Regions from separate parts of the Gossypium hirsutum genome. Here regions 1, 2, 3, 4 and 5 are each linked to region 6. A link is a contact called in public Hi-C data. All regions are on one chromosome and are shown on one strand. Each heading gives the region's core, a stretch centred on a gene start, on an enhancer-like site or on the middle of the called end of the contact. The rest is flanking DNA. Distances are from core to core; before and after follow the strand shown. Region 1 has its middle 29 kb from the start of LOC121223873. Region 2 holds the start of LOC107913277 (probable N-acetyltransferase HLS1). Region 3 holds the start of LOC107913278 (BTB/POZ domain-containing protein NPY5). Region 4 has its middle 35 kb from the start of LOC107913272. Region 5 holds the start of LOC107913273 (LOB domain-containing protein 38). Region 6 holds the start of LOC107913275 (formamidase-like).

Region 1 (3,897 bases), core at 684-3,183, 200 kb after region 6:
AAAATGTTTTGTATAATAATGTAAATAAAGTACCACTGTCTAGAATCAAACAAGACAATGGAATGCAAAGGTGTGACGCGGATTTCACCACCGCCCCCCTACCCTTTATTGAATTTAGCTAACCACCGCAAACTCCAAGCTTCTTGGTGCTGATGCAGACCCAATACAGATACATTGATTTTAAATTAATGGATATTACTCAATTAGAAAACCCACAGCTTTTATCGCGGGTCCAAGCACTTCTCCCTGTTTTTTTTTTTAAGGTAAACTAATGATAATTAAATTATTAATAAATTTATATTGGATAAACTACAAAAATAGTCAATTTTGTTTGTCTCAGATTACATTTTAGTCACTTACGTTATCGTTTTGTTACGAAGTGATCACTCTATCGTTAAGCTCTGTTACCTCCCTAACGTCGGTCCTACGTGGCAGTCCAAATGAGTTTTAATTGTCAACTTGGATGTCCTACGTAACAGTCCAAATTAAATTTTATTTAATTAAAAGCCTATTTTCATCCCAACAACTAGACATTCAAGTTGGCATTTAAAACTCATTTGGACTGCCACATATGACTTCCGTTAGGGAGGTAACAAATTTTAACAGTAGTGTGACCGCTTCGTAATAAAACGATAACATAAGTGACTAAAATGTAACATTTTAAACATAAGTGACTAAAATGTAATTTGAGGTAAACAAAAGTGACTATTTTTGTAGTTTACCCATTTATATTTTAATTATTTAATTTTTAAATTTTATAAAATAATTATTAAATTATTCGAGAGTTTTCATTTATATCATTGGGTTGTTAAAATTGTTATTATATGACATTTTTTATTTACATCGCTTACACCAATCAAAATGGCTTTGAATGTCATAAATTTACAAACCAAATTCCAAACAATTTATTTTTCAATTTTCGGCACTGACCTCCAGATTGACTTAGATCTAAGGTATATTCATTTGCTCATCAATGGATGTTGATACATCGTACCAATCTTCGAATTATCGCTTAGACCTCGCTAGCTGGACTTTTAAAAAAAATAATAGCACAGTGACTTAAATAAAAAATTTTAAATAGTTCAGTGACTTAAATGAAAATTTTCATTAGTTATATATATTTAGAATTTTAAAAAAAATTGTTAAACTAATAAAATGAGTTAGCACCATATCAAATCATTAAATAAAAAATAAACTATATATATGTTTTTAATTACTTCTTGCTACAAAGTTAAGTTGAAATTTGAGCAAGGAAAAATTACATTAAAAGGGTTTGAACCTTATCAATTGGATGTTAACAATCATCGTTCTTTTATTTTGTTGATAATTGCATGGTAATTTGAAATAGGAAGAGTAAATTTTATTTTAATTATTTTATTTAAATATAAAAACTTTAAAAAGACGATATATATAAAAATTCAACATGCAATTAAAAAAGAAATAAAGAAAGAAAATCAATGGCAATGGCCTTTTAATGTGTTGAATAAAAAAACTCCCATCAACAAAAAAGAAAGAAAGAAAAATGCAGCACATAATTGTTAAAGATAGAAAAGAGGTTTGCAAGTTGGCAGCCAAGTTGGGGCAGCTCAGCTCTGTGTCGTACCTGAAAGTGGATGGAGGTGACGTTGCTATTTTATAATTTCTGAAATTGACTCATATTAATTTCAATATTTGGTTTTTCTACTTCATGCTTGTAAGATTTTCAAATTATGCAAAATATTTGTATCCATTGATGTTGGTTTAATCCTATAATTAAGTGTCACATTTTTTGTTGGTTGGAAAGGGCAACTCTGATTCACAGGGTAAACTTAGAACTTTGGTTTTCATGTAAATGATAAAAAGAATAGAAAGGGGTGATAGTATAGGTGATAAGGGAAGGGTAGCGCTCTGCGTTTATGGATCATTGGACCATCGTCTTCTTCTGATAAGAGGTGTCAAATAGGAGGGGCCAATAATGTTGATCACACCTGGACTTCACGTGACACCTTTGCCCTACCAACTATTATAGAGAATCACATCACATTTGTATATATTTAAAGATATGCATAAATTTAAAAAAATTCACACTTACACGAAATTCCAACATCACTTATCAAAGTTTCACAACTTCAACTGTAATACATTTTTAAAAGATACAACATAATGATTAACTTCAATTATATTTAAAAATATAAAAAATATCTTGTGAAATTTGTTCTTTTTTTTATTAAGAGTATACTTTATAATTATTTTAATAATTTGTTTTAGTTTTCATACCGCTTATTGCCTAAATACTAAATTCTTTAAAAAGAAATTAAAATAGGTTGGATTTGGGGCCAGGTGGGGAATAGCTTGCTTGAGATAGTTGACTCAGAAAGTTTGTCCCCAAAAACCTTGGGGGATGCATCAGGCCTTTCTAATGGTCATATCATCTGTTCGGTTTAGTCTGAACCAGCTGGATTTATAAGGATATGATATTTTATTAATCAATAAATATGACCTGCTTTTTTATTAGTTTATAATAGACCGGTCAGGAACATCGGTTTCTGCTGACGTTGAAGAATGTTTTCCTGCACGTGAATCGTGTCAGCTCCCAATCAGTTTCCCTCCTTCACCCACATTTATCGGTTTATCGAATAAAGAAAATCGTGTGAATATAAATGTTTTGGGGTCTAATTTGTTTCATTTTTTATTTATTGGTGTAATCTTTTTAATAATATCAAAACCAATAATTAAAAAACAGTTTTAAAAGAAGAAAAATATTTTATATATTGTCGCTAAAATTTTTAAAAAAATTATAAACAAGGTTTAAGGTGATATCAAACATATGTAAGGAATAATAAAAAATTTAAAAGTAAAACATGTGATAAATTTCTAACTCAGCTTGTAAAATTAAAAAAACCCTTAAAAAATCAGATCAAATTTTCACTTTATATATCACAAGCCCATCTATTTTAAACCCATACCAGAAAATAAGATAAAACAAAAACGCCTAAAAATTTATCATTATCCCTCACTTTCAACCTTTTTTCGCTTCCCAATATTCCTCTATTTGTCTTGTACTCTCTCTCTCTTTTTTCACTTAAACTATGAGAAATTCACCGTTCATCTCAAACTTTCACTAGTCTTTTTCGTTTGAATTTCAGTGCTGTACATTTTATTTGACAGAGTGGGGGTAAGAAGAGTAGCTATTCACTATCCTTAACGCATATTTTTGTTTATGGGGTTAGTAATAAATTAATTCAATTAGTAATATTTAATTATTTTTATGATTTATTTTTAATATAGAGAAGGAAAAATAGAAGTCTCATTCTTTTTACAAGAGTTATTATTTATATTTTTAATTTTAAGTTTAAATTTATACTAATATTTTTTATTTTATACTAACTACTGTAATACACAAATACTAAATATTTTTTTTCTTCATGTTATTACATTAGTAACCAAATGAGCCATAAGTGTCTTCAAAAAAGAGCTTCAAAGGATTTGGCAAAAAGGATTTTATTTTGGGTTTTGGTCAAGGATTTTTGGTCCAAAACATAAAAAATTGGTTTAATTAGTTTTTTAGCTGGTTCATCTGGTTGATAGTTTGTGGTTTAACTGTGGTTCACATCGGTTCCTAAACTAATTGATCATTCCCTAACTCCTGAACGATTCTCGATTCGATCAATTCTATCTATTTTCAATAATCATGGTTTTTATCCTTTAGATGTATAAGTGAAATCTTTTAATTTAATTTTTGATATTGCTAATTTTTAATTTGAAAATCATTTTTGTATCTTTAAAGATGTTAGGGTTGTGTGACCTAAATTCTTGTTAAAGAATCTGTATAGAACTATACTTCCTTTATTTAACTTTGATTAGAATAAGGTTTTTCAACCTTTAAATAGATGTAGTCGAAACTCCTCTTGTATCATT
Region 2 (3,977 bases), core at 929-3,428, 170 kb before region 6:
ATCAATTTTAAAAAAAAAACTAAATCTCTACACTTTCATAATAATTTATATTTTAAAATCCAAAAAAGTTATAATTGAAAATGTGTCCGGATTACTTAAATTAATAGAGATTTATAAGGTTTTTATTCCTATTCTGAAAAATAATAAGGATTCCTTTTTATTTTATTTATATTTCAAGTATGTTCTGATTATACGTTCTTCTCATTCCTATCGAGAGAACCGTTTTTAAACATTGGAACAACTAAAAGGAAAATTCTCTAAAAAGATATTCAACCCCACTTCTAAAACTAAGGCTTTGTTTGGCTACTACAGGATCTTTAAAGCCACATCCCATTTACTAAAAACCAACATATCTACAGCCCAAAACAAGAAGAAGAGGATATTCATTTTCCTTTTCACACAAAGACCCATATCTTCTAATTCCCTCTTTTTATCTTCCCAAAAATTATTTGTAAAAGAAAGACGAGAGAGAGAGAGTGACTACTATTTTTCTTCTTTGTGGGTTAGATTTTAGAATTCTCTGGGATCTACAAATATGGAAAGTCCAGGGGGTGATTTAGTCCAGTCACCGACAGACCCGTCACTGTAGTCTTCCCCGAGTCGCTTGATACACCATAAATCTTGATCACATGATAAACTCTTCCAATGTGGGACCCCGATTTTCAACGGCTCAAGATTCGCCACCTCAGTCGCCACCACACTGCACCCTCCTTGTTTAGCCAAGTTATGCGCGTGTGCACACAATGCATTCACAAACTTGGCCGCGCGTGGACCTTCCCCTCCCAATCCGTACAAAAAGTGCAAACCGAACGGCCTAAACACTTCCGGGATCGAGGGTAATCTAAAAAACGGCAATAACTTGTCCACGATCCTTGTCGTTTTAGCCAACGCCTTCGTCATCCTCGACGCCCCTCGAACTTCCAGCCTAAACACGTCCTTGCTATTCCAAACACTCAAAACAGCCCACGACTCTGGCGGGTCTGATAAAAACTTATCCGACCCGGGCCAAGATTTTTGCGTGTAACATCCTCCACGTGGCACGGCCAAAAAGGTTCCAATGTTAAGTCTATTATTAAGAACCGAGTCAATGTCGCGAGGGAAGAACTCGGTGGTGGAGAACCGGCGGCGGTATAGCAACTCAGCGTCGGACGGCGGAAGCTTGATTAGAGTGACCCGATTGGAAACGGGGAGTTGATGAGCGAAAACGGGGTTAACCAAAATAGAAGGAGTACGGAACTTGGAGTAACCGCATTTATCAGTGAAGAGCTTAACAGAAGGTTTGTTGTCGTTTTCCGTTGCTAAGTAGGAATATTCAGCGCCGTTTAGGACAAACCAATCTTCCATTCCACGGACCAGCTTTAACCCAATTCCCATTCTCCTGTGGATAAAAAACCCAACAAAGAAATCAAAATAATTCATTTACTAATGTATTAACGAACTAAAAATGATCTGTTGGGGCAGTTATAGTAAATACCGGTGGGAAGGGGAGACCCGAAGGCCTAAAATGTAAGCGAGTTTGGTGTATACAGGGAAGGGTTTAGTGGGATGATTGCTTTTGCCATTGCGATAAAGCTTTTTGCCGCATGTAACGGTTTTAATGCAACCTCGAATCATCCCAACTATTTCTTTTGTGGAGCTTAACTCAGCCACCTGCTTGTTTACAAAGATGCAGAAAATAGTAATGTTAAAGGCTGTATTTATTATACGTAGATAAATAGTGGAATTTAGTAATGGAGATTAAATTTTTTTTTAAAAAAGGGACAAAAGGGAGGAGGGATTTCATATACAGTACCAGCATGAGAAAAGCAGGGGAATGGCGGACCCGGCAAATAGGGTCGCCTAAGAGGTCTGTAAAGAGAGAGAGTTTGCCGCTGGGACCAACCTCGCATCTTTTTTCAACTTCTTCTACACTTGTTAAATCCTTGCTCGGATCAAACTCTCTTATTACTAAAACACACTTGTCATCTCCCATGATTTTTCCTTTTTAACTCTCAATTGCACAAGTAAAGAACAACGGACACCACTTCTGCAAGACACCACGAATGAAGAAAAAGCTTAGGAAGTCTGTGGAAACCAGAGGTTGTTGTATGTTAGGTTTGCTTTTGAGGAAGAGGAGATACTGAGAAGAAGTTCATCGACGGAGAAACAATCGGGTTGAAGCTGCCTCTTAAATACTAATGAATTGGGGAATATTTTTATTTTATAAAAAAACAAAAGCCTTTTTATTTACTCCCCCCCTCTCTCTCTAGAATAGAATCTCAAACACTTTCCTTTTTGTTTTTAATAATTCAGTGCTTTGAAGTCCCTTTCTCTTCTTCTGTCTTCTCTTTTGTCTGTCCATGTATCTTCCCTTTCTCCCACTTTTAAGACTAGTGACAAATGTTGTCATAAATAAATTTAAATGGGAGCAGTAAATAAAAGAATATTATTAATCATCACAAAAAAGGGAGGAAGTGGAAATGGCGGCTATGGCTGCGGGGTCTGCTCAGTGTTTTCTTTTTGATTAATTTCTCTTCCACTTGGTAAAAATATTTTCTCAGTTTCTTCAAATCATCCTTATCAAAATAATTTAATCCTAGTAATATTTTCATCATTTTAATTATTGATATAATAACAAAACGTAAACTCCACCATATCCCACTAAATCTTAATTAATTTTTAATTTGTATAATCGAATTTTCGAAACTTACAAAAATATTACTAACATTATCGCATTATTATAAAAATATCATTAATATTATCAAGTTATATCACTTTAAATTTTTATTTTTTTTCTTTTTTTCCTTATTTTATTTTCTCTCTTTTCCCTTTCTTCTTCTTCTTCTTCTTCCTTTCTTTCCATCTTATCTCCCTTTCCAGTAAACCCTATCCGCCACCGATTCCACCATCGCCAGTGGCTTCCTCGGACATCGAACCCACCGGTGGATCTCCCAAGACTATCCCTTGATTTCGATAAGCCTAGCCCCAACCCTTAATCCTATCAAAGTTTGAAGTTTTTTTTCTTTTTCAACATTTAAGCTTGAAAATGAAGAGAATATGATTGACTTCAGCATATGAAAGACAACCCCGAGGAAGAAGGTGTATAACTAATGGGTGGAGTTCTATGTGCTTTTTTTTTATTATTATTGCAAAGTTTCTAATTTGTTTTTTGTTACGGTAGGGAAAGAAAACATGGAAGCATTATGCAACTCATATTTAAGGTTCTTTTTGGTTACTACATGTTAGCCTTTTCTTCTCTATTTGTTTCCATTTTTCGTCTCTTTTCTCTCTTTTTCACTCTAGATGAAGCATGACGTTTCTTTGAAGAAAAAAGTTCATTCAAAATGTTTTTGTTGTTTTTAAAGACTCTGTCTTCTTGATTTTCTTTTTTTGTTGTTTTAGATCTCCATAAATTTTTTTTTATTTTTTTATGATTTTATCTTTAATTTCCTCTTTAGCTTTTCTGGAAAAGCGACAGGGAGTGCAGTAGCTGCCACCATATCACACCCTTTGGGCAACCCAGACCCAATGAATCAAAAACATCAATTAATTTTGCTTTTTTACTTGATTGGCTAATTTTGTTTGTTTTCTTTGAAATTAGAAAAATAATAATAATAAAAAGACTGAACTTTGTTTAAGAGAGATGAAAAAGGAGGAGGAGGTCGGTGGACTCAATGCGTTAGGCACAAAATGGCATGGGATGGTGCGTAAGAGCAGCATGAAGAGAACAGCCGATGAAAGCCATCGATGGTGGTGAAACCAGTGGCAACTAGGGTTGGCTAGGGAAGGGAAATGCGAAGAAGAAGAAGAGGAACAGGAAAAAGAAAAAATTTAATATTAAAAAAGAAAGGAAATAATTTTTAGTATTAAAATAAAGTCAAATCATTTTTCCGTTACCAGTAAACGGTTTCCGTTATCAGTAAACGGTTTAATGATATTTTGTAATCATCCGAAAATATTAATAGTATCTTTTCAAGTTTTAAAATTTCAGTTAAAAT
Region 3 (4,074 bases), core at 212-2,711, 220 kb before region 6:
ATAAGGGAAAAAAACTGTGATCACATTTTGTCCACTAGGCCTTTAGCAACACTCAATATATATAATATTAAGTGATGAGCTACTATATTTATTTAAGTAATGAGCTTATTATTATCATTATGATTTAAGCCTAAATCTTGTTATGATTGTGAACGAGTGGAGTCATGCCAACATTTTTTTTTACATCTTTTGGACATCATTTACCTCTTCACTTATAAAATAAATTCAATTCACGGGGAGAGTTTATCGAAGGAAAATGAGTTATTAAAAAAATTAATTTTAATCCAATTGATATATATAATTTTTATTTATTTATAAAAGTAAACAAGCAGATTACATAAATGTATTCATAGCTAGATTGTTTCTAGTACTTTCTTCTTGTATGATTTCTTAAATCTCTATAGGAATGATTAAATATGGGCAATACGAGAGGATTATTTTTACCAGTGCATCTGCTATATATATAATTATTGTTTAAGAAAAAATATATATCAAATTTAATTTTTGAAGTTAATATCTGGCTTCTTTTTTTTTATTATTATCTCAAATTACGAAATCTTATTAAGTAAAAACGTTAAAGAAGTAATTCTCAGACAACATTTTTTGGGTATATTTACACCTCATAAACCCCATGTGTTTCGGTAAGAAACAATTTCTTTACGATTTTGTAGTCTTTTTTGGTGAACAAAGCCACGTGAAACCCTGAGAGGGGACCAGGCCCATTCCACAATATCACAATAAAAAATAAATGTAGCTGCTGCTATAATATTCGGTAAAAAAACTCTCCAATGGTTGTCAATTTCTAAATCAACCAAATTAATCTCTCTAAAAAAATTATATAGTTAATTTTGAAAATGACAATGAAGAATAATTAATTAAATGGTTATTTCCTTTCGTCAATTATGTATACTTTTCGTCCATTTATCTCTCAATATTTACATATTTTAATAATTTAGTCTTGATTTTAAAAATATATAACAAATTTAGCCTTAACATTTACATATTTATAAAAATATTATAGACTAAAACCATGACCAAATGATAAAATGTGTAAAATATGAGAGCTAGCTTTGTTATGATACAAATCAAATTCATTTAAAATTGAAAAAAGCATAAACACCTTAATTAAGTGTCTTTAATTGCTCACTTTTAAAATTAACAACGATTAAATTACTTTAATTTTTTTAAGAGGTACTAATTTATTTAATATTAAAATTAAAGGGGACTAGAGAGGTCTTTACCATCATTATTTAACTTCTATTTTATTTTAATTTACTTCAAAATATTTTATTTTATACTACTTTTAAAAAATGACGTTGAATGTCTATAATCTTATTTTTCCTTGTATGGTCTTAAAGTTACGTCATTTTCATGCTTAAATATTTTATGATTTTTATAGTAAAATATATATATACTAAAATCAATATATATTTATATTTTAAAGTTAGTGGGCTTTGGACAAAAGAACTAACTATAAAGAAAAAAAAATGAGATGGATGGCATTATTATCAAAGGAAGAGATGGGGGGATGGAAGGGGTGTTATGCAATAGGGTTAAACAGGCGATGGTATTCATGGACACTAAAACCAAGTGAAGGTCAGTTTTTGTATTTGATTAAGGGAGCACTAAAGTTATTATTGTCAGAGTTGGCATGTAATTTTCATTGTAAGATAAGTTTAGATAGGTAATTAAGTGTGGTAAGTTTATTTTCTTTTTCACGTTATAATATTAATAAGATTTTTTAATTTTATTATTATCGTTATTTTTATATTAATCGTGTATACCATTTGTTTAAACTTACACTAAAAATGTAAGACAGTGAATCCAAGTACCAAAATACAAAAAAACCATTGAAATTCATCACTTTGGTGGAGGTGGGGGTCCCCTTGTTTTTTCTTTAATCAAAGTTTCTGGCTTTGCAAAGGTTAATTATAAAGAAGTTCACATATTTTTTTGCAAAACCCGAAAAGGAAGAGGGTGAAGCTTGGGTTTTTATTTAATAGATATTTAAATAGAGTGTTTGGGGTTTTGTTTTGGAGTGAAGCGTGGTGGCCTGGTGGGGGTTGAAATCAGAATATATGTGGGATAAGAGGGTAAGGATTTTTGTAGTGGTGGCGGTGGGGAGTGGTGGTGCTGATTCAAAGGAGATGAGTGGGAACATTCTGAGATTTGGCTTTTTGTGGGAAAATGTTAAATAGAAGGGATAGAGGGAAGTGATGGGTGTCAAAAGATGAGGACCAGCTCCTCTTTTTGATGTGATTTTTGGTCGGGTAGTTTTTATGCTATGTGGGGTTTGGTTTTCTTGTTTTTTCGTTTTGGTGTTTATTTGGTGTTGTGGCTAAAAGGATAATAGCGGTTGCTTCATGCACTGCAGTGGACAGTTAACATCCTGCTTACTCTTTGACTGTTAATGATATATTGATGTTGGATTCTTGGTACTTGGAAGGGCAATAATAGTAAAGGGAGCTGCTTTGGGACATATAAGGCTCTTTTCTAGTGACCCCTCCAAGGTAGGCTTAGATTCTAATGCTCCACATCTTCTCCTCTTCTTCTGTATGGTTTTTTTGAGGTGGCCTATTGTTGAATCAACCACTTTGTTTTCTTTCAGTTTGAGGTTTATTTTTAGTCCTTTTTTCTTTTGGTTTTCTTCTTTTTCTTTACCTCAAAGGAATTAATTTCACAAGTGAAGATATGATCTTGTTGATCATCCCACTTTTTGTGTTTTCGAGTCTTTATAAAGTTCCCTCATTGTTTCACTCTTAAAACAACCAAGGGGAGATGTTCTTTGTGGTTCAGTTGTTAGTGCTTTATTTTGATGAAAGTATAAACTATTTCCTGAATTTTGATTTGTGATCAATTTACCCGTTTCAGCTCTCCACTTTTAGAGCAATATTCTTGGACTTGATTATTTGAGTAAATTTTTATTTATTTTTTATTCTTTTCCCTTTTAGAAACCTCCAAAAAATGATGCTCCATGTCCACTAAGTTGTTTTCTTCAACTCATACCGAGAAATGATGTCTCTTTCCTTGCAGGTTTTCTACCTTAAGCATAGGAGTAAAAGGTTAGAGTTTCCTTAATACAAGAGTTGTAAAGGAATGTGCATTCTGGGTTTTGGGGTATAGAGATTTTTTTTTTCATTTTGTGGACCAGAAAAAAAGTTCATGGCAGTGTAGTGTGAGAGAGAGAGAGAGAGAGAGAGAGATATCCATTGAAAGTAGAAAAACAAAGAGAATAAGATTAAACAAATAAGGGAAAGGGCGGTGGTGTCAGTTATAAGCAAGTGGGTTTGTTTTTGGCTTTGAGAATTATATATGTTAGAGACCATGTGTTCACTATGTCTCCTTAGCTAATCTTTGCATCCCGGAGTCCTTGGTTTGTGTTAACAACTGAGGAAGCAACCCATTTTCTTTTGGGGGGGTCTCTTCATAGTCAAGTGACCACTTTGTAAAATCAATCTTAAATCTCCATTTATTCATTTCTACCCTCATTTGACCTCATTTTGTGTGAAAAGATTCGGTCAGACTAGAAAATGCACATGGTTTTCTTTTGATCCATCCTTCCTGTGGTTGAAATTGAAATTTTTGAGGATCTTAGTTAGTGGAGGTTTCCCTTATAGTGGTGTCTTGGGTACTAATTTGTGCCACTGCAATATTTGTAGATATAAGAGGAAGTGAAATTGTGTGAGTGTTGGAAAATACAATTTGTTTAGCCAAGATGAAGTTTATGAAACTGGGATCCAAGCCTGATTCATTTCAGACTGATGGAGGTTATATCAGGTAAGCTTGAGATCTTCCTCTATGGAAGCTTTAAAAAAAGATCAATTTCTTTATTTTATATTTTGCCATCTGAGTATGCTGAACAGGTATCATATTATACATATCAATGGCTTTTATTCAGTACTTGCCTCTCCTAGTTTGTTTCTTTTCCTTTCCCCTTCCCTTTCCAAGTAGTTTTATACCATATGACTAATTTATAGGAGCAAATATTTTTCTGAGTTTTTTCTGGCATCAAGAAGTGCTCTAAATGCCCAAATCTTATATTTTTTTTCAAGGTGGAATGACTGGTAAATGAGC
Region 4 (3,797 bases), core at 453-2,952, 250 kb after region 6:
GAATATTTCAAAATATCAATGGATTCATGTATGTTTTTTCATCTAATTTTTATTTATGATGATGTGACATGATAGATCCTGATTTATTAAATTTTAGATCAAAACTTCACGATACCAACAAGTAACATCCAAGCCTCGTCATATCGAGCTATTAAGAATATATATATTATCTTTTGGAATGCATGATTTGTTCTTAGATTTTATGAGTTTTATGTTATGATTTAATATTTCCATTATAAATATGATAAATCTTTTAGATTCATGATAAAATATATAAATTTTGATTATTTATGGATTCAATTTTTAAGGATTTAAATCAATATAATTGGAATGAACATTTGTTTGATTTCTTTCGTGTTTGTTCTTATTATAAATGAACAAATGATTTTTGAGATATGCACCGCGACTTCTTGCTTTAGTTATTTAAGTCGAAGATCATGGGGGTTGACTTAGATTCAGGTTAGTGCATCAATTTATCATAAAAGCTTATGGCTATATATATATATATATTGTCCATGCCAAAGGCAAGTCGGTCATTGACATTTTTGAGATATTATATAGGGACATTGTTCTCTTTATAGTGCTCATACAGGATTATATGTGCCACATTATATAATTTTGCTATGGAGTATATTATTTGTGAATCATACTCTGAGAATAGCTCTAAATTTGTCAATAGACTCAATCAGATTTGTTTTATCGTTACAATTATATTTTTTTTGTCCAATTAATTTTAGTTTATTGCTATATATATTTAATTTTTTTGGATGTTTTGATATAAATTTATGTGGATCATGATATATGTTTAAAAATTTTAATTTTAAGTTTGGTTTTATAAAATTTAGTTTTGAATTTTATTATAATTTTTTTTATGGCCGCTTGTTTAAGTGCTTAAAAAATTAATCAAAGGTTAAGGTTTTCGATTTTTAATTGTGCCTTTTAAAAAAATTATTTTGGGTTACTTTGAAACCTGTGGTGCAATTTAATTATGTGACATTAACATGAATGACATATCAACATCTAATGATACAATTTATGTCGCGTGTGATTTTCATCACACCTTTAAAGGTGAATAATGGCACAATGACCAATTTGTTATAAATTGATAATATTAGTGTCCAAATTGTCATAATTAAAATATTAGTGGCCAAAATATAAATTTAGATAAAAATAAGAAATAAATTATTTTTATAGTTTACCTATAAATATATGTGTCAAAATTAAAGCAAATTATTAAAATTTATATAATATGTATTACCTTGAAAACAGTTTTGACGGCAATGGCACACGAGATAATTGAGGAGTTATGGAATATTGTCAATTAGAATTTAACATTTTTTGGCATAATAAAATTATGCATACAACATAACAAAATAATTAAAACACAACACGATAACAAAATATACTCAATAGAATTATTCCAAAATTAAATGACAAATTTTAAATAAATTTAAAAATAAATTAATTCTACCAAAAATCCCATTAGAAAAATTTATAAACACAAACATCATACCCTAAACTTTATGTCAATCAACTTGAAAGTCAAGTAAATTTATGAATGAAGTAGTTTACAGCTACAAATCATAGTCGGTGAAAAATATAAAACGAAATTACAGTTTTTTACTGTTCATGAGTAGTATAGTAATGAGCATCTGAAATGAGCTTATTCAAAGTTTAAAACAGGCCTGGTAGTCGCAAAACATTTCCGGGCTTACTGTAAATGTGGGCTATCATATGCTTTAACTCTTATGGGCAGCGCTAAACCATGAACAATAATTTTGTGGCCCTACTCTCATCACACATTTTATTGTTTTTTCTTTTAATTTTATATATTTATTAAAAATTTTATGAGATATGACAATTTTAGATTCCCCGGGTTAGGTTGGTAAGATTATACAAGCTTTTTCTTTTATTTAAAACCTTCAACTTTACAAAAAAAAATCTATATATTTTAACTTTTTATTTAAAATTTTCGTATGTTTTAACCCTTAAATTAATATTATTTATCAAATAATCTCAAAATTGATAGAAAAATTCATGTTTGTTAATTTTATTGATGTGACATATATATAGATTGCAACATGTATACCACGTAAGCAATTAATTAATTTTTAAGAATAAAAAATATTTTTTATATTGTTTATACTTTTCAATATTTTAATTTTTTTAAATTTTAAAAAATTAATTAATTGTTGACGTGGCATCCACATGACAATCGACGTGGGCACATCAGCAAAGTTAATAAATGTTAACTTTTTCATCCATTTTGAGTGATTTGACAAACAACGTAAGTTTAAGGATTAAAAAAGTGAAAAATTAAATGGAGGATTATAATGATTTTTTTTTGTAAAGTTGGAGGCCCAAATATACCTTTTAAAAAAATTAATAAAAAAAGTTATGAATGTTAAAGATGTGAATTCTTACCACCTTATCTATAAAAACTTTTTTTACCACTTCAATTAAATTTTTTTTTAATATTGTTATACATTTCAATTTTATTAAACAAATTGTTTCACCTAAGTTATTTGTACTTAAATATTTATATAATTATTTAAACTCTTGACTGAATTGGTGTCATTAATCAGCTGGACACCAACTCATTAAAGGAATTTACAAAAATACCTTTATATATTTGAAAAAAATTATATTAATATAAAAATATTTTTTTTCTTTTTATATTTTAAATATGAAATTTTCACACTAAAAATGCTAATAATAAAAAATAAATCTTTAACTTGATTCATCAAGTTTAAAACTGTATCACTGATGTACCAAAAATGAAATTTTTAATGAGTTAAATAAAGGAAGGATAGAGCGAAAAGATATAGATTTCTATTCCAAAGCATGATGATGTGTACGTAACAGGTTTGTAAGTATTTTTGTGTAATTAACATCATTTGATAGATTTTTGAAGGCCTTCAATAAGATTTTTATATTATTCCTAAATTATTTATAATTTTAAAATTATTAAATCGAATAATAATAATATATTTTAAGAATAATCTTATATAATTTCATTATTATATGATCTTAGCAACCTTATATGATTTCCTTAATTTTTATATAATTCGGTAAGTATGGTATAATTAATTTTGATAATATCCATAATAATTCAGGTGTTTTTGATATAATATGATAACATTTTTACTAATTTTATCATAAATTAATATCAAAATAAAGAATTATCTAATATAATTTTTAAATAAGTACCAACAAATTATATTAAATAATATGCTTAATGAATGTTTTAGCTCTCCAAATTTACAAAAAAAAATATTTTAGCCTTCAATTTAATTTTTCATCTCTTTTAATCATTAAACTTATATTCTTTTGTCAAATCACCCTGAATTAGATAGAAAAGTTAACGTCTATTAACTTTGATGATGTGACATACATGTGAATTGTCATATAAATGACATGTCAGCATTTAATTAATTTTTTAAAATATAAAATTATTAAAAATATATTTTCTTATAATTTTTATACCTTTTAATAATTTTAATAATTCTAAATTTTTAAAAATAATTTTTATAATATTTTAAAATTTTAAAAAAAAATTAATTAAACGTTGATGTGTCATCCACATGTCAGTAAAATTAAAAAAACGTTAATTTTTTTTATCTATTTAAGATAGTTTGATAAAAAATATAAATTTAAATATTAAAAAGATAGAAAATTAAAATATTTTTTTATAAAATTAAGGGGCTAAATAATATATATCATCAACATGTAGCACGTAAAATAGTAGGCAGAAAAATCAAATCATAGGGGAATTTATAATATCTTTGTCCTTCCTC
Region 5 (4,157 bases), core at 1,019-3,518, 130 kb after region 6:
TGTATGGGGTGTTACAGCAACGATGACTTTATATGCACAATCTACCACCCGGAGTTCCTGAGAAATGATGATTTCTAATCAATATCTTGACCCTATGGCATGCCAACTAGGGTGAGAAAAACTCAATTCGATTAAAAAAAAGTGAAAAAAAATCGAATTTTGAGTTCATCCAATCGAGTTATTTGAGTAAACTCGAATAAGTAATTCAAGTTTTGAGTTTGAGTCAAGTTAAATTTTATAATTTGATTAACTTGAATAATTCGAATAACAGATTAGTGTAAATAGTCTCTTTGTCCCTACCAATTTTAGAAATAAGCGAATTGGTCTCTCTCAACAAAAAATACAAAATAATTCAAATTGATTTTCAAAAATTCTAAATAATTTTCAAAAAAATTTAAATATATATAAAGAAAGTTAAAATTTTAAAAATATTCTAAAATAATATTTTTGGGACCTAAATAAGTTAATTAATCATTCAGGTTTATCATACTAAAGTATCTTATTTTTTATTATTTTGCTTTGAAAAATTTCTCAAATATATATGGTTTCAAAATTTTGTGCTCTAACATGAAATTAATTATATTGTAACAAGATTTTAAGTTAACATGTTTAATTTTTTTATTTAACTCGAACAATTTCACTCGGTTCGATTTGACTCTACTCGACTCAAATTTCATTTCACTCGACTTGATTTGAAAATTTTTTAAATCGAGTTAGGAAGATAAAATAAGACTTTTCAACTCGATTAACTCAAAAAAATTTCACTCAATTCAATCGAACGCTCACCCTTAATGCCGACTATATCTGACTCTACCCAAAGAACTAATAGGGTAACCAAATTTCTGATTTCATTATATAGATCAATTCACTTTCAACCATTCTTGATTTATCATCAACTCATCATATTATATAGCATATTCCAGCACAAATTCACACCAATTATCACATATCAATTAATTCATGAAATTTTTATTCTATTCAAGTTAGACATTATCTTGATATTCAATCTCAGCCATAACAATTCAATTTAAATAATCACTGAAAACTCACTTCAATACCATATAATGTAAAATGTCATGAATATGCAATAACTAAATTGATCCCGAATCATAGAAATACAAACCGAATTTTCGAGTCACTCATTGACAACTTTCGTTTTTCTTTTCCCTCTCGAAGGTTTTACATCGACGTTGGCTACGTATAATCACAAAACATATAACACATAAATTTTCATTCAATTCACAATCAAATAGAATATCAAGCATATTTTACAATTTATTCAATTTAGTCTTTAAACCTGGGATAAGCATAACCTTCAATCTAAAACTTCAGATTAGAATCTAGTTTCACATATACTCATTAGGAACCTCCTAATTTCTATTCCTACTAAAAATTCATAACATTTTATTCATTTTATTTAATTTGGTCCCTACAAAATTAACAATTAAGTTTTACAATTTAGTCCTTTTCATAAACTAAGCTTAATTTCTATCAATTTCACACTTAATTAATCCAAATCTCAACAATGGAAACTTATCAAAACTTCAACAATTGAACAAATTGATATATGGGCTAGCTAAATCAAGCTCTCATGATTCAGTTTCCGTAAAAATTCAAGAAAAATGGCTAGTGACTTGAAGATGGTGGTCGAATGTTCATGCTACGTTAAAGTTTTTTTTTTCTTTCTAATGGTTTCGATGGCTTAGGGGAGGAAGATGACAACTTCCCACTAAGTGTTTTCTTTATATACTAATATTAATCCTTATTTAATCTTAATTAACCTTAATTTATTCTTTAATTAAACTATTTTTAATTAATAATTTAACCTTAAACCGTTTATATTACCATCCACTAGCTATATGAAAACAATGGTTTAATAGCCATTTTAGTCCATAGGATAATTACTATCTAGATCCCAAAGTCATTTCCTAATTAAAAGTATATAGATGAATTGAAATTCGATTAAGAACGTTTAAGAACCAATTTAAAATAAGAATTACAGTAATTAACTTTAAATTTTTTTATAAATATTAATAATTTGGACTAAAATATAAATTTAATAATTGTAATAAATTTGACCAGATAATTATTTTTAAAAATTTAAATATAAGAAAACTTAAAACTGGGAAGTAGGGGAATCTTATGTAAAAGAGAAAAGAAAATTTTCCAATGGTGGAGCGACAAGCATTCGCGGAAACACGGGGCCGCTCATGCCCAGGACTTTGGAATCTATAACCTCTTCACTTCCCCCCATACCAAGGAACTGTTCCCACACTAAACCCACTACTCCCCACTAACCCAACCCCCTAACTCAACTCAACCCCTGGGTTTACTCTCCCCTGCCCCCCCCCCCTCCCTTTAAAACCCTCCTTCCTCTCTCATTTTTCACCCTTATTCTATCTCTCTTCCATTTCTCCATTGTTAACACCAGCCAGCCACCCTGTCTGCGAAGCCAAGTTTCAGAGAGTACATTGGTTTTCATGCCAAGCCAGGAAAAAGGTAGTACTACATAGTTGTTGAGTTAAGTCTTGAATCTTGAGTCCGATCATGAGTTGCAACGGCTGCCGAGTCTTACGGAAAGGATGCAGTGAGTCTTGTATATTACGTCCTTGTTTGCAATGGATTGAGAGCCCTGAAGCTCAAGGCCACGCCACTGTTTTCGTTGCCAAGTTTTTCGGCCGTGCTGGTCTCATGTCTTTTATTTCAGCCGTTCCTGAATCTCAACGCCCTGGTATGCCCATGCCGTCTATCTTTTCTCTCTTTTTTTCTTCTCTTATTGTTTCTCATACCAAATTCTGACTCCAATTGCTTCTTAATCTTTGGATCAGCTTTATTCCAGTCGCTGTTGTTCGAAGCTTGTGGGAGAACAGTGAACCCTGTGAACGGAGCCGTGGGGCTTTTGTGGAACGGAAACTGGCACGTTTGCCAAGCGGCGGTGGAAACCGTCCTGCGAGGAGGATCTCTACGTTCCATGCCTGAATTCATGGCTCCGACGCCAGCATCCGACGAAGCGTCCGAAGCCACGTGCACGGACATGTGGAAATTGCGGGAGACATCCACGAATCTCAACTCCAACTGTCGATTCTCAAATTCGAGATCCAGGGTTTCACCCAAGCGTAAAAGAGTCGAAGAAGAATTCAAGAAACTACAGCCCTCTGATCTAGATCTTGGCTTGACCCCGAGCTTTTCGGGCAAGCGAGTTACCGATAATCGTCGACCAGGGACTCCTTCTATGAACTCGGAGGAATCTGTGACGACGACGTGCTTCGAAAGTGTTTTTGCAGATCAACAAGGGCAAGGCAGCAGAGGAACTGATAAAAAATTACTTAAGTTGTTTGTTTGAAGAGGAGGGTTTTTTTTCTTTTTGGAATGATCTAGTTTCGATGTAATATTCTTCATTTCTACCACTACCACCAGTTTAGATTATTTTTGGATACTTCTGGGGAGGGGTTTCCCCGGAAATGAATTTTCCGGCGAGTTTGTGTATTACCGGCACATGGGATTTCTCTCTTTTTTTTTACTTTTTTTTGGGATTATTTTTTGGTGTTAAAAGCTGTGAAATTAGAGAGAAAAATGAGAATCTGTCGGTGATCCTTTAAAATCAATTTTATTTGGCTACTATGTAACCCTTCTCTTTTCATGATCTTTGTGTTTAAGTCATGAATGTATGCATGGCATGAATAAATCAGACTTATATTTTTCCCAGTTTATGATTTTAGATGAGAGATCATGCTTTAGTTGTTTTGTTTTTTAAGAATTTCTGATTGGTCAGGAAATTATCAAGTATACCCCACTATTTATTTCTAATCTAAATCATCATCCACTCTTTAATTAAAACCAAGACTTCAACATATGTTTCCACTCTTAATGGCCATATATTTATGTGATTCACAAATTTTAATATTTAACTATGACGCTCATATTAAATTCAATATCTGTGGGAAGTGTTATATATATTTGGATTGAAGTTTTAAATTCTTGTACCATTGCATTCAAGTCCATATATTTATTAATGTTATAGGCAGCCATTGATGGCCGACAAATTACAAGTTGAGGGTCGAAATATATTTCATCATCAGTGAAGTCAGCACATGTAACTTCCAAGCAAATCTAGGGAGTTGGTTTCAAGCATTGACCCATCCATCCATCTCCTCTCC
Region 6 (3,984 bases), core at 1,450-3,949:
TATAACATCCTATCGAGGATACGATCTTGTCCAGAAGCTGGAGTTTATTATTTACATTAATGTCGTTCATCCATAGTTGTTTCCATGTGTATAAAAGTTCCACAAGGCATAGAAATGAAAACCCAATATTGCAGTTTCTTGGTCTTAGTTCCGTAGACTTAAGTTACATTGAGGCAGCTGGGTTCTTCGTTGTGGGAAGATTTCCATCATAACTGCATCTTAAAACATCTGGTTTTCTCACTAGCCGAGGCCCTATCGGCACCTTTCCGGCTTTTGGACGAATGTCCTGCACATGATACACGACCATCATTTTAAACTTTATGTCATGCAAGTGGAGATTTCGGAGCCTAGAAAAGAATGGAATGATGATACTATGAGTTAATCTTCTCGGAGAAGGATACCTGGTCGAAGATAGCAGTTGGAATTGCAAGAGTTGCAACAGCATTTGGTGCATCTACAATTCCGGAGATCCTTCCTTCACAAGGGCAGCAGGATAGAAGAAGGTAAACCTGATGAGAGCACCGTTGTTCCGTTCGGATCAGTAATGGTTTAACCATAGGTGATATATTTCTTTATTATTCAATATTGAGGGAACATACATACCTGTTCTTTCGAGTACCCGAACTTGGAGAGGTAGTCGATAGCATTGAGCACTGCACGTTTATATGCAACACTTGCATCAAGGAAATGTTGCCTTCCACTCTCATCCACGCTTATTCCCTCAAAAACCAACCATTCCGAGAATCTCGGTTCCACTGGTCCGATCTCAAAGATCGGATTTACATGAAGAGGGGTTGGCCCCATTGGAGTAAGGTACTCTTTCATTCCACCTCTTATAATTTCACACCTATTAAACCAGGTACCAGTTATGAAAGCAATTAAATATATGCAACAACTCTGAGAATTACTAAATTTCCGGTGCGATGAAAATTGAAACTCACTTAAGCTCAAGAAAACCACTCATCTCAATTGCTCCACAGAATGAGACTTCACCATCACCTTGAGAGAAATGCATGTCACCGGTGCTAAGGTTAGCTCCTTCAACAAACACGGGAAGATATATTTTAGAACCTCTACTAAGGTTTTTTATGTCACAATTTCCACCATTTTCTCTTCCTGGAATAGTCCTCGCAGCCTCCTTAGCAATCTTTTCCCATTCAGCAGTCCCCTTTTTTATCTACACATTGTCGTCATTACAGTACATTATGGTATTATCACTCTCTGGTTGAAAATTGCATCTAAGTAGCATATCGTGGCCTACTAATTGCAGTTGAATCTCAAACACGAAGGCAGCAGACATTAAGCTACTGATCAAGCAAACTGATGTAAACTATACCTTCCCCAAATGGCAGCCTTTGGTTGAAGGAAGGTTTGCCAATGGTCGTGAATGCAAAACTTCACATAGTTTTAGGGACTTGTGGCCATTTTCTTCTACTTCTCTTTCTCTTTCATTCCATATATTCAGAAGTTCCATTGATGGTGCCGTTCCAATTATTCCCGGATGAGTCAACCCCGGAAATCTCACCCCTGCAATTCATATGAACCTTTTTAAATGACAATATAAACAAAGGGAAGCATTTTGACAGCTTATAACTAGTGGGAATTAATGGAAATTGCACCCGGTATATGAGGAGAGTAGGCATAGATTCCTTCAAAATACCAAATAGCTTTTGTTGCACATGGAAAATGGTCCGTCAAAAACCCTCCTCCATTTTCTCTGTCAAAAGTTGCTGTATAACCCCATTCATCACCCGGTAAAGGACCCAGGTTACATATTTCCACTGCAAGAAGATCACCTGGCATGGCAGGTGTCTCCTTCTTGTCTACAACTCTTATAGGCCCACTCAGATAATGAACCTGTATCATTTGCATAATATTTTTTTTTATCATAACCAGTAAGTTCAATTCAAAGATTATTTATCTGACATAAGATGTTATATTTAGCTTATTTCTTTTTTCCCTGTCTCAGATAATGGAGTTTGTTTACTTACAGTGGAGAGGTCTATAAATTTGGACATCAGCTGCAGAATCATCATCTTTTATGACACTTCCAGTCCAGTCTACCATTTCTACTCTAAAGACCTCACTGACCTTAACATGGGCAACCGGAGGGATTTCAGGGTGCCAACGATTGTGAAGAGGTAGAGCTTGTTCCCATGGCTTCTTCTTCAAATCTACTGACACCACTAGTCTTGGAGTTGGAGGAGCCATGGATTAAGCTTTGGGGAAAATAGGGAGATTGTTGAGATATTTGTTTCAGTCTTGCCAAATGTCACCCATTGAAGCAAGTATTGACTCTTGAGTCTTGACCAATACTCTACTTGCTGACAAATGGGTTCGACCATTTTTCCAATGGTCCCATTTTGGTTTTACTAGACTGAAATACCAAGGTTCACTAACTAGACAACAGGGTTTGATTAAAATTGCCAATAAGAAACACTGGAAGTTATTGTTTACTTGAAAAACGATTAAGAAAAATTATAGGAACAGCTTTATGTTGCAGTAGAAGTTGAAAGAAAGGAAAGTGAGGAGGCAAAAGATGGAGGTAGAAACTCACAATAGATTGATCAGCATGCTTGACATCTTCGGCAGAGTAGTCACTTGTTATTCCACCTCCACTGAAATCCACCATTTCAACTCTGAAAACCTCTCCATCTTTAACCTCTGCAACAACTGGTATGTCGGGGTGCCACCGGTTGTGGAGGGGATGTTTTTGTTCCCATGGCTTTTTCTTCAGGTCTATAGGCACCACTACCTTTGCACCATAGTGAGCCATGGCTCATGTCTTGAATTACAAACAATAGGTCCCGAAACCCTTCATTTTGGATAGCTATGGGTTGAGAGTTGGGATATTTTTGTTTTGATGGATGGACCACTTGGAACTGACTTCACAACTTACCTTGGATTTTCTTCTAGGACAAAGTAACAGTTATTAGATGGCTATTTGGTGGAATCACGGAAGTGAATGCAAGTGGTATCTGACTCAGGTTTGCTTCAATACATGGTATATTTGACAGAACCATCCAATCCTTTATCAAAAACATGATGGTTGATTATATTTCTTAAATGAACCAACCCAACGCTTGGATTGTTTTTTTACCTTTTATTCTTTTAAGTTAAAATTGTTCAAAATAAATAAAATAACAACCCCACTTTGACTCTCATGCTCTCAATTCTTTTACTTAATAGAAAAAATATTCTCAAACTAAAAATATAATTCATCTGCACAAAACCAGAATGTAAAATAATTTATAAGAATCCACTCAAATTAAATTTGTATAGATTATGTAAAAAATTTGTATTAATACGATAACTCATTCAAATTTTAACCTTAAAATCCTAAAATCTTATTTGTGAAACTTTATACACAATTTAAAACTCAAGTCCCAATTCTAGATGAAATTTCCTAAATCCTAAACTTAAAAACACTAAAAATCTTTCAAGTCTTTATTTCAAAATCAAAGTAAAATCTCTACATAGCCAAGAATAGAGTCATAAAATGGAGCTGAAATTGGGGCAATAGTTATGCTTTTAAGTGCTCAGCAATGAATATGGAAGATTTGAGGCGATGAAGACATCAGTTTAAAAGAATGGGCTGCTCTCTAGATTCCGAACAAGGACCGGTTTGAAATGGGCCTAGTACGAGGCTCCCTTACCCTTTTTGACTTTCGTAGATGGGTTTTCCAGGGAAGACGAGCCATTTTTGAGTTATAAAGATGTTTGGTTATAGGAAACTACTTTGGTTTCTTTCGTCATTTTGGGTTTGATTGAAGGCATTTTTGAGTTATAAAAATGTTGAGTTATGAAAATTAAAGACGTAGCTAGGAAGTTAAAAAAGAAAAAAGAAAGACTTATCTTGAAAGAGAGAAGAAAAAGATAAAGATAGGATAGGGAGATAAAAAGGGGTGAATTACCTAAAAATACTGAATTTTAGAAATATGATTAGATTAGGCCGGCTTTTTTAAAATTTACTGGATTAAGTCG

Evidence for each region. Hi-C and Micro-C count contacts between places; a contact is called where the count stands out from the background.
Region 1: a Hi-C map of leaf shows a contact between it and region 6, with 2.2 times the contacts expected there. The contact joins the enhancer-like site here to the promoter of LOC107913275 in region 6. A contact is called at or near these places in 6 of 34 Hi-C or Micro-C datasets (all in leaf).
Region 2: a Hi-C map of leaf shows a contact between it and region 6, with 3 times the contacts expected there. The contact joins the promoter of LOC107913277 here to the promoter of LOC107913275 in region 6. A contact is called at or near these places in 8 of 34 Hi-C or Micro-C datasets (hypocotyl and leaf).
Region 3: a Hi-C map of leaf shows a contact between it and region 6, with 3 times the contacts expected there. The contact joins the promoter of LOC107913278 here to the promoter of LOC107913275 in region 6. A contact is called at or near these places in 8 of 34 Hi-C or Micro-C datasets (callus, fibers, hypocotyl and 2 more).
Region 4: a contact with region 6 is called in a Hi-C map of leaf, with 6 times the contacts expected there. The contact joins the enhancer-like site here to the promoter of LOC107913275 in region 6. A contact is called at or near these places in 16 of 34 Hi-C or Micro-C datasets (anther, callus, fibers and 3 more).
Region 5: a contact with region 6 is called in a Hi-C map of leaf, with 3 times the contacts expected there. The contact joins the promoter of LOC107913273 here to the promoter of LOC107913275 in region 6. A contact is called at or near these places in 13 of 34 Hi-C or Micro-C datasets (anther, callus, hypocotyl and 3 more).

The regions. Positions count from the first base shown.
Region 1 is chrD11:27,766,902-27,770,798 of Gossypium_hirsutum_v2.1, reverse strand. No RefSeq gene overlaps it. Among protein-coding and RNA genes, the nearest start is that of LOC121223873, 29 kb to the left of the region's middle. Within about 2 kb of position 1,933, at least 3 of the 9 cell types and tissues checked have an H3K27ac peak or open chromatin away from gene starts, as enhancers often do. A contact at or near this core is called in leaf, where this site is marked.
Region 2 is chrD11:28,137,432-28,141,408 of Gossypium_hirsutum_v2.1, reverse strand. It overlaps LOC107913277 (probable N-acetyltransferase HLS1), which reads right to left and starts at 2,178. Exons shown (of 3, transcript XM_016841810.2): 1 at 1,793-2,178; 2 at 1,475-1,650; 3 at 315-1,378. The coding sequence starts at 1,972. The coding sequence ends at 511. It overlaps LOC121223058 (a long non-coding RNA gene), which reads left to right and starts at 2,791. Exons shown (of 2, transcript XR_005920403.1): 1 at 2,791-3,078; 2 at 3,161-3,977.
Region 3 is chrD11:28,179,225-28,183,298 of Gossypium_hirsutum_v2.1, reverse strand. LOC107913278 (BTB/POZ domain-containing protein NPY5) reads left to right here and starts at 1,461. Exons shown (of 5, transcript XM_016841817.2): 1 at 1,461-1,596; 2 at 3,660-3,777. The coding sequence starts at 3,716.
Region 4 is chrD11:27,709,581-27,713,377 of Gossypium_hirsutum_v2.1, reverse strand. No RefSeq gene overlaps it. Among protein-coding and RNA genes, the nearest start is that of LOC107913272, 35 kb to the right of the region's middle. Within about 2 kb of position 1,702, at least 2 of the 9 cell types and tissues checked have an H3K27ac peak or open chromatin away from gene starts, as enhancers often do. A contact at or near this core is called in hypocotyl and leaf, where this site is marked.
Region 5 is chrD11:27,831,269-27,835,425 of Gossypium_hirsutum_v2.1, reverse strand. LOC107913273 (LOB domain-containing protein 38) reads left to right here and starts at 2,268. Exons shown (of 2, transcript XM_016841807.2): 1 at 2,268-2,731; 2 at 2,829-3,705. The coding sequence starts at 2,548. The coding sequence ends at 3,343.
Region 6 is chrD11:27,964,191-27,968,174 of Gossypium_hirsutum_v2.1, reverse strand. It overlaps LOC107913275 (formamidase-like), which reads right to left and starts at 2,699. Exons shown (of 9, transcript XM_016841808.2): 1 at 2,558-2,699; 2 at 2,014-2,219; 3 at 1,992-2,012; 4 at 1,620-1,857; 5 at 1,337-1,527; 6 at 942-1,177; 7 at 604-847; 8 at 402-509; 9 at 1-286. The coding sequence starts at 2,211. The coding sequence ends at 164.